2 separate regions of the Mus musculus genome follow, and region 1 is linked to region 2. Evidence: chromatin contacts called from public HiChIP or PLAC-seq data. All regions are on one chromosome and are shown on one strand. The core of a region is the stretch at or near the end of the contact, and the rest is flanking DNA. Distances in the headings are between cores, read along the strand shown.

Region 1 (6,321 bases), core at 3,646-6,145, 340 kb before region 2:
AGCTCTGGTACTGAATCTATTAGACACAATATTAGATGGATGGGACTCAGAATGTAGCTCAGTTACTTAGCAACAATTATCATGCATGAAACCGTAGGTTAGATCTCCATCACCACATGAACTGGGCCTGGTGGTACTTAATCTCGGTACCTGGGAGATGGAAGCAGGAGGATCTGAAGGTCTAAGTCACCCTGGCTGAGCTGGAGGCTGACCTGGGTCACATGAGTTATAACTGCCCCAGAAGGAATGCAGATGCTCTATGGAGACCGTGTGACCCTCCTTTTGATCATGAGACCATTGAAACAATGACCTCTAAGAACTGAAGTATCCCCAGGAATCTCAGACACCCTGACAGAGGAGTCTGGAGCTGGGACAACAATGGGCAGGAACACACCTTGACCAAGACTGCTCACCTACGCCTGCCTACCTCTGGCTCTCTGATTAAATCTAAACCTTCTACTGAGACCCTGGAGATGAACTTGGCAGAGGGGGATGGACCTCTCAGTTCTTCTTCCCACTGTGAGGATAGGTAGCTGATGAGATGCCTTAAGGCTGCAAGGGTCTGGGCTCTGACCCTGATATCACTGCTAACAAGACCTGTCTCAAAATAAATTAAAAATAAATGAAAAACAAATAAACAAAAAGGTTTGAGACTAAACCAAGATTCAAGATGCACTGCTTACCATGGGTGGAGTTTAAAGTCTAAAGAACAGGGTCCTGCAGGGACCCTAAGACCGTACCCGTTGTAGTTCAGCTTGCATACAACATCTGTCCCCCAGGTCAACATTCTTGTGAGTCAGATTAGCTGCTTCCTTTTCAAAAGCCACCAGCATCACTTGGCTGTCCCCAGATAAACCCAATATGTACTGACCGAGATTTTGAGGTCCTCTTCATCCTGGCATAACACAGCTTTGGAGTCTGATTTTCTGCTTTTCTCTTCCAAGACCCACCTACCTCCCCTGTCCCCGCCCCAAACCACCACCACCACCCTGCTGCAGGTCTGGGATCCCTCTTGTCTGGGCCCCAAGCACAGTGTAACTTCCTCACCTCTGCAGATGCAGGTCTTCAGCCGAGCCTGCCCTCACCTGTCATGGCCATGAAAATCAAAGCCACCCTTCAGACTTGTCCCAGGCCACATTTGTCCTGAAGTTTTGATCTGTCTTCCTCCTGAACGTAATAACTAAACTCTTCTTCTGTGTCAAACACTCTTTCTTGTCTATTTTTATTTGATTTGGTAAATTTATTGTTTTGTGTTTAACATGTATGCATCAGAGACAGAGGCAGAGAGGGAGGGAGGGCAGGAGACAGGGAGAGGGGGCGGTGTTGGGGAGGGGCAGGATCACAATTGCGGGTATCTCAGAGGCCAGAAGAGGGCAGGGCCTCAGACCATGGGTGCCGGGAACTGAACTCAGGTCCTCTGTGAGAGTCACACATGCACTCTTTACTGCTGAACCTTCTCTCCTCAGCCTCTTCAGTGGAGACATTTGTATGTGTCCATTATTGCAAATCCCATTGAGCGCTGGAATCAGGGCTCATGCAGTTATTATGCGCTGCTTGTATTGATCTTTTACAGCCTCGTAGCCTCGTTTGAAAAACAGGAGAGTAGCTCCATGACAGTTTCTTTAACTTCATGCTTGAGACTCTAGTTTTGATAGATAGTATCCCTCATAGGCGCATGGGTTTGAACACTTGGTCCTCAGCTAATGGGAGGAATTAGAGAAGGTTATGGGATGGGACGTGAAACCTGGTCTTAAAAAAAGCCAGTCACTGAGGACAGACTTTGAGGCCTTATATATAGCTCAGTCCTATTTGCTGCCCACTATCTCCTTCACAAGTAGAGATGCAGTGTGAATGGCCGGCCTGCTGCTCCTGCCTCATGACTTCTCTGCCTGCTGCTATGTTTCTCATCCACAGTGGATAGTATCTCCCTGGAATTATAAGCCCAAATAAATCCTTTATCCCTTAAGCTGCTTCATCGGGATATGTTATAACAGAAATAGAAAGAAACTAATGCAGGGTCTCATGTAGCCCAGGCTGGCCTCAAACCTGCTGTGTAATGAAAGATGACATTGGACTTCTGATCCTCTCGACTCTACATAGATCTTGTAAATGACTAAGCTATATCCTCTTTTCATTGATGCCACAATAAATGCCACTAAAGTTTCCATTTCTATTGTTTCCTTCCATCCATCTGCTTCCAGGAACTGCATGCTGTACTTAGGCAGTTTAAACTTCTAGAAAAAGGGCTCACAACTACCAAGCTATGAAAGTGTTAGCTATTCCCGGGAAAGCAAGCCAATAGCATGGGGTGGAGGTGGGGCACTCTCTACTACCACCTGGCACCTCTCCTCCCCGCCCTTCCCATAACCATAAGTTTTCTCTAGCCCTTCACTTTCCAGACGCCCTACTCTTTCCTCCTTTTCTTTTCCTCTTGAGGTCTCTTCTCCACTTTCAAATCTCTCCCATTTTAATTCTTTCCCGCTCCTTATCTAAAAATAGAAGAGAGCAGCGGGCATCAAGGAGGATAGATGTGCTCTGCTCGGCAGCCCCATCCCATCAGCCAGGTGAATTTAACAAGTTATGGAGCAGCCAGCATCCCAGGCTACTGCTCAGTGAAAGAGCCTTTTCAGAGCTGTGTGTAAACAAGGCAAAATCCAAGCTGGCTGCTAGGACCAAAATAACAGGAAACTGCAGCTCTGTAGCACTTTTCAATTTTCAAAAGGAAAGAAACCCTGGCCAACACCACACTCAAGGCAAGCTAGAATCTCCGCATCCCATAATGTCAGCTATCTTCCAGAACTTCACCAGCAAAAGGGCAGCAGCAATCTCCTGCTTCTGAGCTCCTGTGACTGATGACAGGCCAGCCACAGGTCAACCTAGACACTTAGACAACCCCGGACTCCATTTCTCTGCTCTTCGTAATTCTCCCATTTGTTGGGCTATTAGCACGGCTCTGCCTCCTTAGCATCCCTTGGGAAGGTTTCTCTTGCAGAATCAAGCCAGGAACCTCTTTTGACTGCAGATGCTCCTGTTTTTATCCACAGGACTTTCATAGTAGAGCCACAAGTCTGTCATCTCAGGCTCAGCAACAGGAGCCATAAGTGAGAGGGTGTTTCCCTGTTTCCCTCTCCCGGTTTCTCTAGATCCAAGTTTCAGAACAGTAAATGCCCTAAACTCGGAGCTTTGCGAACAGCATCCCACTAAATCACATGGGTGAGGCTCTGATTTCTTTCCTTACATTAACGGATGAATTCTGGGCAGACCATCACATTCAGTCCTCTGTCAAAATAAAAACTGTTATTTTTAAATCAGTCTATACCTAGTATCTAATTTTAGGCTCATCTCTTCCTGACTTCCATCTCTAGCTGGACCTCAGAATTTGTGCTTTGAATGGGGGGTGGGGGTGGGTAAGGATTCTGTGGTTTGAGGATCACTGATTTCTAGTCTCAATAACCTCAAACAGCTCCATCTTCAGACCTCGTGATGAATCCAAGATGAGCTCAGAGATTCTTTTTCCATTATCTACTGCAAAGTTCTGGATACACCATTCCCTCTTTCATTAACCATTTCTTGTTCTGCACTTTGAGTATTTTTCTTTGAATGGGAACTATAGAGAAAATGCCTTCATACAAGAGGATGGCACTGCACCCAGAGCTCTAAATGCCTTGCCATTCTAATGACTGTCTTTATTATTTAGGAAACTGAGGTCGTGTGTCTGCACCCCATTGGTAGTTAAAGGCAGAACAATTAAAAAAAAAAGCAAGCTGCAAAAGATCAGACCATGGCTAGGAATGATTTCTGGGCTTGAGGACAGATCTCCATTCCAGTTTGTCCTGTTTGCAGCTTTATAAATTTGTTGGAAAGATGTAAACATGTCTCAGTGAGCAAAGATGTTTGTAGCTAAGCCTGAGTCTGAATTCAGTCCCCAAGGCCCCACATGGTAAGAAACAGCCAATGCTATCAATTTATCTGACCTACACCACACACACACACACACACACACACACACACACACACACACACACACACACAGAGAGAGAGAGAGAGAGAGAGAGAGAGAGAGAGAGAGAGAGAGAGATTAAAGATACATAAAATTATATAGATAGATGTAGATAGGATATAGATATAATTTTATGTTCATCCCTGATTTTTTATCTGGACTTCAAAATTCATGCTTTGGTGTATGTAAACACGCATACCACACACACACACACACACACACACACACACACACACACACACACTCACACTCACACTTTTCTGTTGCTGTGATAAAAAAAAATATAGCATAACCAAAAGCAACTTAAGAGTTTTTTTCTGCCGGGCAGTGGTGGCGCATGCCCTTGATCCCAGCACTTGGGAGGCAGAGGCAGGCGGGTTTCTGAGTTCGAGGCCAGCCTGGTCTACAGAGTGAGTTCCAGGACAGCCAGGGCTACACAGAGAAACCCTGTCTCGGAAAAACAAAAAACAAAAAAACAAAAAACAAACAAACAAGAGTTTTTTTCTGGCTATGGCTCCAGAAGGTTCAAGTCTATGATGGCAGGAAAGGAGGCAGATGGTTCTTTATATTTCTACCTTCACACAGGAAGCAGCAAGCAGAGGGAGCAAGCAGGAAGTGGGGAAGACTACAACACAGCAGAGCCTATCCTCCACTTTAACATACAACCTCCTCAAGGCTCCAGGTCCTAAAGATTCCATGCTCTTCCCAAGCATCACCACCAACTTGGAACCAAGTGTTCAGATGCTTGAGCCTACACGGCCATTTCTCATTCAAACCAGCACGCAAAGCCTAGGGCGAGATCTATGAAGCCAAGATTTAACTGTCGTGACCTAACAGGAGCGGAGGTGGTGCCAGTGACGGCAAAGTCAACAGAGAGAATGGAAAATAAGTTGGTGTGACTCATGTCCTGATGACTCTAATGGCTGCTTTTCCTCCCTGTCAACACAGCTCCTTTCACAGATGAAGAGGGGACCAGAGCCGTAAATCCATTTCCCCCTTTGCCCTGCCTTCCAGCTTGTGATAAAGCTGTCAAGCTGTGAGACAGATAGAACTCTTAGCAGAGGTCCCTTCGATTGTGGATGTTATTTTTTTTTTCCAATTTTCTTTTCACAGGCTGTCACAGCTGGATCACTTGTGCTGCTGGCTCACAGAGAGTGGACCCAGAGACACTTGGTAAATACAAAATGTCTGCAGGGATGGTTCAGTAGATTTGACACTGTGTGTGTGTGTGTGTGTGTGTGTGTGTGTGTGTGTGTGTGTGTGTGTGTGTGTGTCATGGATCTCAAGCCTGGGTCTCATGGATCTCAGCTTGTCCTTGAACTTAGTATATAGCTGATCACAACCTCAAATTTCTAATTTTCCTTTCTCTACCTCCCAAGTACTAGGATTACAGGTGTATACCACCTTACTCAATTCTGTAAACTATGTTTAAAATGTATAATATTTTTTTCATTGAGTTCTTACTCCAAATAGTTTCTCTAAGTTCATGAATATTGTTTGGTGTCGTGTCCATACTCATGAATTTAATCATGTTGTAGTAATGAAGTATAGGTGCTGCTGCTTTCAATATTCCATGTGCCCATGAATACTTCATGTTCCCACATGTGCGTGAGTGCATGTGTGCATGTGTGCATGTGTGTGTGTGTGTGTGTGCACGCGCTATGGAGTGCATAGGCAAACCCTTTACCCACTGAACTACACCTCCAGTCTCAATGCAGTTCACATCTCAACTCTGAGGTCTCCTTCCCAGCCCTCACAGACTGGGAAAAGATGAAAGGTCCGAGCGATCCTGTTTCTAATAGTGCTGAGCTGGCTTTTTCCAAGCTACAGAAAGAGCACAGCATCTGACCTTAGGCCTGTTTTCCATAGCAAAGGCTGAAGATGGGAGGTCAGCTCCGGCTGCCATGGATTGATTGAGAAGGTCTGGACAAGGTGAAAGGCAACCTTTCTGAGAGACTCCTAACCTTGTACGATGCTAACCAACCAGAGATGATATTCTGAGTAGCAAGTCCTAGAGAAGGGACTGGTTCCACTCATTTTGGTTTTCCTAACCTGAACTGGCACTTTGCATCAGATAGGAAATAAAACGTGACTGAATTGATTTCATTTTAGCTCAGGTTGGCAGATGATGTCCTCCTGCAGCATAGATTGGCAGCAAGGGAAACAGGACCTGAAAGGAAGGCTGAGAGGACAAGGGATAGAGGTCACAGGTAGTATGGGTCTGGCATTCAGGAGGCCCGGAGCTTTACATTTTAAACGGCGGTACTGGGATGGGGGTAGGGTGGGATAATCCAGCGTGGCACTTGGGAGGTAGAAGCAGG
Region 2 (6,003 bases), core at 2,700-5,199:
AATAGCCACAACTTTACTCAGAGATGAGAATCACTGTTACTATTTTTTGGGTCCTACTGAGGTACAATCCTACATAACCCCCCTCATTTAAATTTTTTTCTTGGCACCTCTAGGTATACATTAAAAATACTTAAAAATCAGTAATTTTCCATTATTAATACTTGGGGGGGAGTTGGTATGGGCTGTTTGGTTTTGTTTGTTTGTTTGTTTGTTTTTAGAAAAAAAATTGACACCTACTTAGGAAAATAGTTGAAGCTCAGGCAAGAACCAACGAAGATTTATTTTCCTTTGATGTGAAAAACAGAGCTATTTCTTCACCATGCAAAGCATACCACAAACACTATAATTTCATCTTTTTTCCACTCTTATTTTCATGGGAGCCAACTTAACGTTTTTTTGAGTTGCCAGATTTTTGGCCAGTTTTCCAGCTGTTGTAAATAAGTGACTTGTTTTACACAAGTCTTTGTACAAGAATCACTAGAGGCCAAAACGGGTGTGAGAAGGGGGGGTGGGAGGTGGGGTCCTGGATGGCACTCATGTCATTAGTCAGTTAATGGAGAGGAACAAGGAATGTCAGGTTTCTATTCTGTCCCCACTCATCTAGTATGAGAAAGTGTTTCATTCCATTGAACACAGTATGGTTCTCACCATTATGACGGCAAAAATAACACCGTGCTTTATGCTGAGGGCCATTAAGGAATAGTAGTTAAAGTTGGACACTCTAATGGGGGAGAAGCTGTGCTTAAATGTGTACCTTCTCTTGCTGGTGGGTTCCCTGTTGTTACATAAATGCAGAGCATTTATTGTGAATCCTGGGAAGGAAGAAAAAAAAAAGGAATTTTCTCCCTTACAATATTTCTGGTTCTGAAAAACTTTCATTAAAATTAAAGTAGAGATGTTAAGGGGTTCTGTAAACTCACGATTGAAGGAAGCACTGTCAGTCCTTCCCAGCTGACAGTCGTGCTAGAAAGTGCTAGAAGATCTGGAGGCACACAGTACAAATGAAGATGTGCTTGGGCTGTAGCATGGAAAAGGAAGAGGAGCAAGCGGCCTGAGGAGCTTGTGACTAGCCGTGTTTGGTAGACAACTGGAGGGCTGAGAGGTTAAACCAGCAAAGGCAGGACCTTTGACATTGAGCATTTCCTCAGCTTGAAGCTCTGTTCCAGGTGGCTTTAGGGCACAGGACAGCCTGAGCACTTACTAACCTTCAGCAATAGGTTGTATCATTAACAAAATATCACGGTGAAGTGTCTGAGAAAAACAAGTTGTTAATATAAAAAACATTGAACTTAGGCAGTAGAATGCATGTGTGTCTTCTTGGGCTGGGTAAAGTACACACTTCAAGGGAACAAGGGTGGAGCCCAGTGAAAAAACATCTGGGGAAACTTGTCATAACTAAGACATCTAAGGAGCAACAAACGTAGTTGTCATAAAGTTGTGGGAAGAAAGTACCTAGTCAGGATTCGATTGCTGTAGTAAAACACCATGACCCAAAACAAGCTGGGGAGGAAAGGGTCTAGCTGAGTTATACTTTCAGGTCAGTGTTGATCACTGAAAGAAGTCAGGACACGAACTCAAGCTGAACTGGATCCCAGAGGCAGGAGCTGATGCAGAGGCCATGGAGGGGTGCTGCTTACTGGCTTGCTCCTCATGGCTTGCTCAGCCTGCTTTCTTATAGAACCCAGGACCACCAACCCAAGGATAACACCACCGTGGGTCGGGCCCTCACCCATGGTCACTAATTAAGCAAATGCCCTACAACTAGGTCTTATGGAGGCAGCATTTCCTTAACTGAGGTTTCCTCCTTGCAGATAACTCTAGTTCGCGTGTCAAGGTGGCATAAGACTGGCCAGCACAGAAAGAAACATAACATTTAAAACCAAGAGAAATCCCACTTCAGCAGGATTGGTTTTGTCAGGAATGCTTGTAACTGGTCGGTTCTGTTTTCATGTCCAGTGCTGAAGCACACGTGGGCATATCACTCAGGTCTCGAGGCCACTGTCCCTCAGTCTTGCTTACCTTCGAGTGGTGCTCTGTCAACCACATTTCAGCATGGTAAACATTAGTTTCTAGATAATAACTTTTCTTAATGGTGTGTATTTGTGCTCATTGTTTTGCGGACTGAAATGCTCAGAGCTCTTGTTTGTCCAGCAGTTCAGCCGCTCTTTCTGGCCCAGTGGCCCTCCTGGTGGAGGTAATCCTTTAAGAACTGCCAACCAGAATAGCCATTCTGTTCTTTCAATACAAAAGAGACCTTTGTCCTGTCTCTGTCATAGAATGTAATACATTTCATATGTCCCCAAGTGCTATCATTACCTCATGTGTTTTTTTTATATTAACACATAGGATATTGGCTGGCATAGAAGAGGTTTTTTAATGAATGTATAAACAGAATTTGGGACGGGGGAGGAAGCTTAGTAAGATGCACATCACATAATGTTTTAGTCGGTGACAGACTTCATGTATGATGATAGTCCTATAGAGTGGATACAGCAGTGGTTTTGTAGTTGCCTCAGTCTCTGTAAGTACCTTCAGTGGTGTGCATATGGTGGAACACATCTCATCTGTTAGGTGATATATCACGACATGAGAGAGGTTCAGGTAGAGGAATAGAATATATGATACTTGGAAAACAGCAAGATCAGAATGGTCTATATTTGCAAAGATTGAAACAGTATAAGTATATATATGTATATATGTGTGTATATATATACATATACATATATATATACATATACATATATGTATGTATGTATATATATATATATATGTGTGTGTGTGTGTGTGTGTGTGTGTGTGTGTGTGTATGTAAGAAAGAAGGGAACCCTAAGATAATCCAGCCAAGGGAAAAAGTCATGATGCCATTGGAGCTGGGATAACTAGATCTTCACACCTTTAAAATTAATGACATTGAACCTTCACCTCACATCTTACACAAACATATACTCAGAATGGATTGGGAGCAAAAGTGAAGACTAAAATTGTAAGATTTTGGGAGTAGACTTTCCTGAACTTACTGTGTAAGACGGATTCTTAGCTACAACAGCCTGAACAGTGAAATGAGCAAAGACAATTCTATCTGTTCACAAATGGAACTTGTATGTGTTCCAGACAGAAGATATCCAAGACAGTTCAAAGACGGCTAAAAGTAAGAGCCAGTGTTATGTATAATCAAGCCAATGTATGAGAAATCAAGGCCTGCCTAGGCTACATGGCAAGACATTGTCAGAGTTATCCAAATGCTGGAGAGTCTGCAGAGTATTTGCTGTACACAGCTAAGGCCCTCAATTCCTATCCAGCACTGCAAAACAACCAATGAATGAAACCAAACAAAAACACTAAGGCATTAGACATTCTCCATTGTGGAGATACACATAGCCAGCAAAGACTAGAAAAGGTATTCGGCATGTATTGCACACTCTGAGGTGGCTACACCTCAGGACAAAAGAGATAACGTAAGAATTACTAAGGATGATGAAACATGGGGGGCGGGGGGGATCATATACTATATAAGGTAGTGTCAGAGAAGCCGCCCACTCTGGACAGTGGTCTCAAGTGGTCAAACAGGGGTACCTCCCATATGACCTAGCAGCAGCAGCAGCATCCTTAGATGTGTAGGCAGAAAGAGATTGTACAAACACATGTACACAAGTGTCCATAACAATCAATCACAATGACTTCAAGGTGGGAACAACCCACATGTCTGATGGCTTGTGAATGGATAGGTGACCATAATTTGATAGATCCACTCAGCCATGAGAATGAACCAGTATTCTATTAAAACACCCAGCTAAATATTGAAAATCGTGTCCTCATTGGAAATAAGCTCGGCACAAGAGCTGCATAGTGTGTCATCTTGTTTATGTGAAACATCTATAGTTAGCGAACCCACAGACACCTAGTGATTGCCAGGGGCTGGGGGTGGAGTCATGAGGAGTGACTAACTGCTTGCCTCATGGGTGGTGGCAGTGTGTGTTTGGATAATCAGAAAGTACATAGTGGTGATGGCAGTCAAGCCTATGACTGTGGCAAAATCTACTGTCAGACATTTTCAAAGGATGGACTTTCTGCTGTGTAAATCATATTGAACAAAGCTGTCACAGGAGAGAAGGGAGGTGGGATAAATTGACTGCAGCTAACAAAAAGGCAAATCATAACTGTAGCTGGGGAAATGTTTCACCTCTTGGTGCTTTTGGTGGGAGTTTCTGGGATAACGCACCCGTTTGTATAGTTATGGCTGTAATTTTCTCCATTCTGACAGACCAGATTCTTTTTCTTTGCCCATAGTCTGGAAGTCAGTGACAGAGCCTGTCTTGCTGGAGACCTGCCTGCACTGCTGAGCAAGTGTTGGTGTACAGTGTGCCTGATACTTGTGTGTGAATGGTGGTCTGTGGATGGCCTGTTGGGATAAGAAACATAAAGAACAAGGCAAAGTAGATGATTAAAGATGTGTTGCACATGTTTTGTTTTTTTTAAAGATTAATTTATTATTATATCTAAGTACCCTAGCAGTCTTCAAACAAACCAGAAGAGGGCAGCAGATCTCATTGCACATAGTTGTGAGCCACCATGTGGTTGCTGGGATTTGAACTCGGGACCTTTGGAAGAGCAGTCAGTGTTCTTAACTGCTGAGCCATCTCTCCAGCCTATGTCACACATCTTGAACTATAGCAGTAAAGAGTGTTGATATTGAGGAGCAAAAGCCTTCAAAAGACAAACTGATACATCCAGGAAATACTTGCATAAGATGCTTGTGCCAGTCATGTGAAGATTGTCTTAGAGAAGGGTAGACCTATGGGCAGCGAGAGGCAGTGGTCAAAGGGCTGTCCTTAGGTGAGGAAGTCTGCCCCAGGGACACAAGTACTTGGACTGAGCAGCTGGGATCTGGTCATTGTACTTGATATTGTGTGTGTGTGTGTGTGTGTGTGTTGCTTTAATTTTGGTTGACTATGGAGTTGAGAAAGATTTGAGAAAAAAATTTTACCTGACCTTCTCAACTTGAGAAAAAGCACTCAACTTTTAGAAAACAAATGTGTCCGTTATTTTCCTTCTTGTTCTGACAAAGTCTTTGACAAAAGCAACAGTCTGCCATAGCAGGGGAAGCAAGAAGGCAGGAGAGTGGAGTAGCTGTCACATCGCAGGGGAGGCAGGAAGGCAGGAGAGTGGAGTCGCTGTCACATCGCAACCACAGTCAGAAAGAAGGAAGAGGCAGATGCTGCTGCCAGCTCTCCTGTGCAGCCTGGGAGTCCAGCCACACTGAGGGTGGGTCTTCCTACCTGAGGTAATGGGATATAGAAAGTGCCCCACAGACTTGCCAGTGCCTTGTTTCCATGGCGGCTCTGAATACCTACAAGCTGGTAATCAGGAGAGGACATTTTAGAGGGAACTCACCCCGTCTGCAGTCACCGCTTCCACCTCTATAACCTAAAACATCCAGGGCAGTGGGTCTCAACCCATCGGTTGCACCCCCCTTTTTTGTGGGGTGTATTGAATGATCCTTTCCCAGGGGTCTCCTGAGACCATTGGAAAACACAGATATTTACATTATGATTCACAACACTATCAAAATTATGCAATGAGAATAACTTTATGGTTGGGAGTCACCATGTGTCGCTGTATTAGAAAGGTTGAGAGTCGTTGATGGAGAGGGTAGAAATTGGGTCAGGCAGGATCACTTGGAAATAATGGGGCTTCAGTGGAGGCCTACATCAGATTTGTGATCACTTCTCATGTAACTTGTCCACTTTCTTTGCTGAGTACGTAAATGCCTACTTGATGTGGTAGAAATTGTGGCATTTAGTATAGGCATCAGGATGAAAAAGACTGCTCTGGAAATCTGGAGTGTCTGGCAGGGACCACCTTGCTCAGTGGTCTTTTCATTGTACGTTGGCTGTGGTCCGTGGTTCCTTCCCCTCCATCATTAGCTTTCCAGATCATTTATGAGTGAAGATGTCTTAAGCAGATGCCCTGAGCCTTAGTTTCCACATTTCAAACTAATTTATA

What was found. HiChIP or PLAC-seq counts read pairs in DNA pulled down with a chosen protein or histone mark.
Region 1: a contact with region 2 is called in a FOXA1 HiChIP or PLAC-seq map of pancreatic cancer cells. The contact joins two enhancer-like sites. A contact is called at or near these places in 5 of 39 promoter capture datasets (the 3T3-L1 cell line, the C10 cell line, hippocampal neurons and 2 more), 1 of 484 Hi-C or Micro-C datasets (bone marrow-derived macrophages), 1 of 115 datasets of contacts at active chromatin or transcription factors (pancreatic cancer cells) and 3 of 9 other capture datasets (adipose tissue, liver and macrophages).

The regions. Positions count from the first base shown.
Region 1 is chr3:27,885,300-27,891,620 of GRCm38.p6, reverse strand. Tmem212 (transmembrane protein 212) reads left to right here. Exons shown (of 4, transcript NM_001164437.1): 2 at 5,114-5,173. Among named protein-coding and RNA genes, the nearest start is that of Tmem212, 7.9 kb to the left of the region's middle. Within about 2 kb of position 4,895, at least 64 of the 459 cell types and tissues checked have an H3K27ac peak or open chromatin away from gene starts, as enhancers often do. A contact at or near this core is called in pancreatic cancer cells, where this site is marked.
Region 2 is chr3:27,549,142-27,555,144 of GRCm38.p6, reverse strand. The region is part of intron 4 of Fndc3b (fibronectin type III domain containing 3B); the gene reads left to right. Among named protein-coding and RNA genes, the nearest start is that of Mir3092, 33 kb to the left of the region's middle. Within about 2 kb of position 3,949, at least 9 of the 459 cell types and tissues checked have an H3K27ac peak or open chromatin away from gene starts, as enhancers often do. A contact at or near this core is called in pancreatic cancer cells, where this site is marked.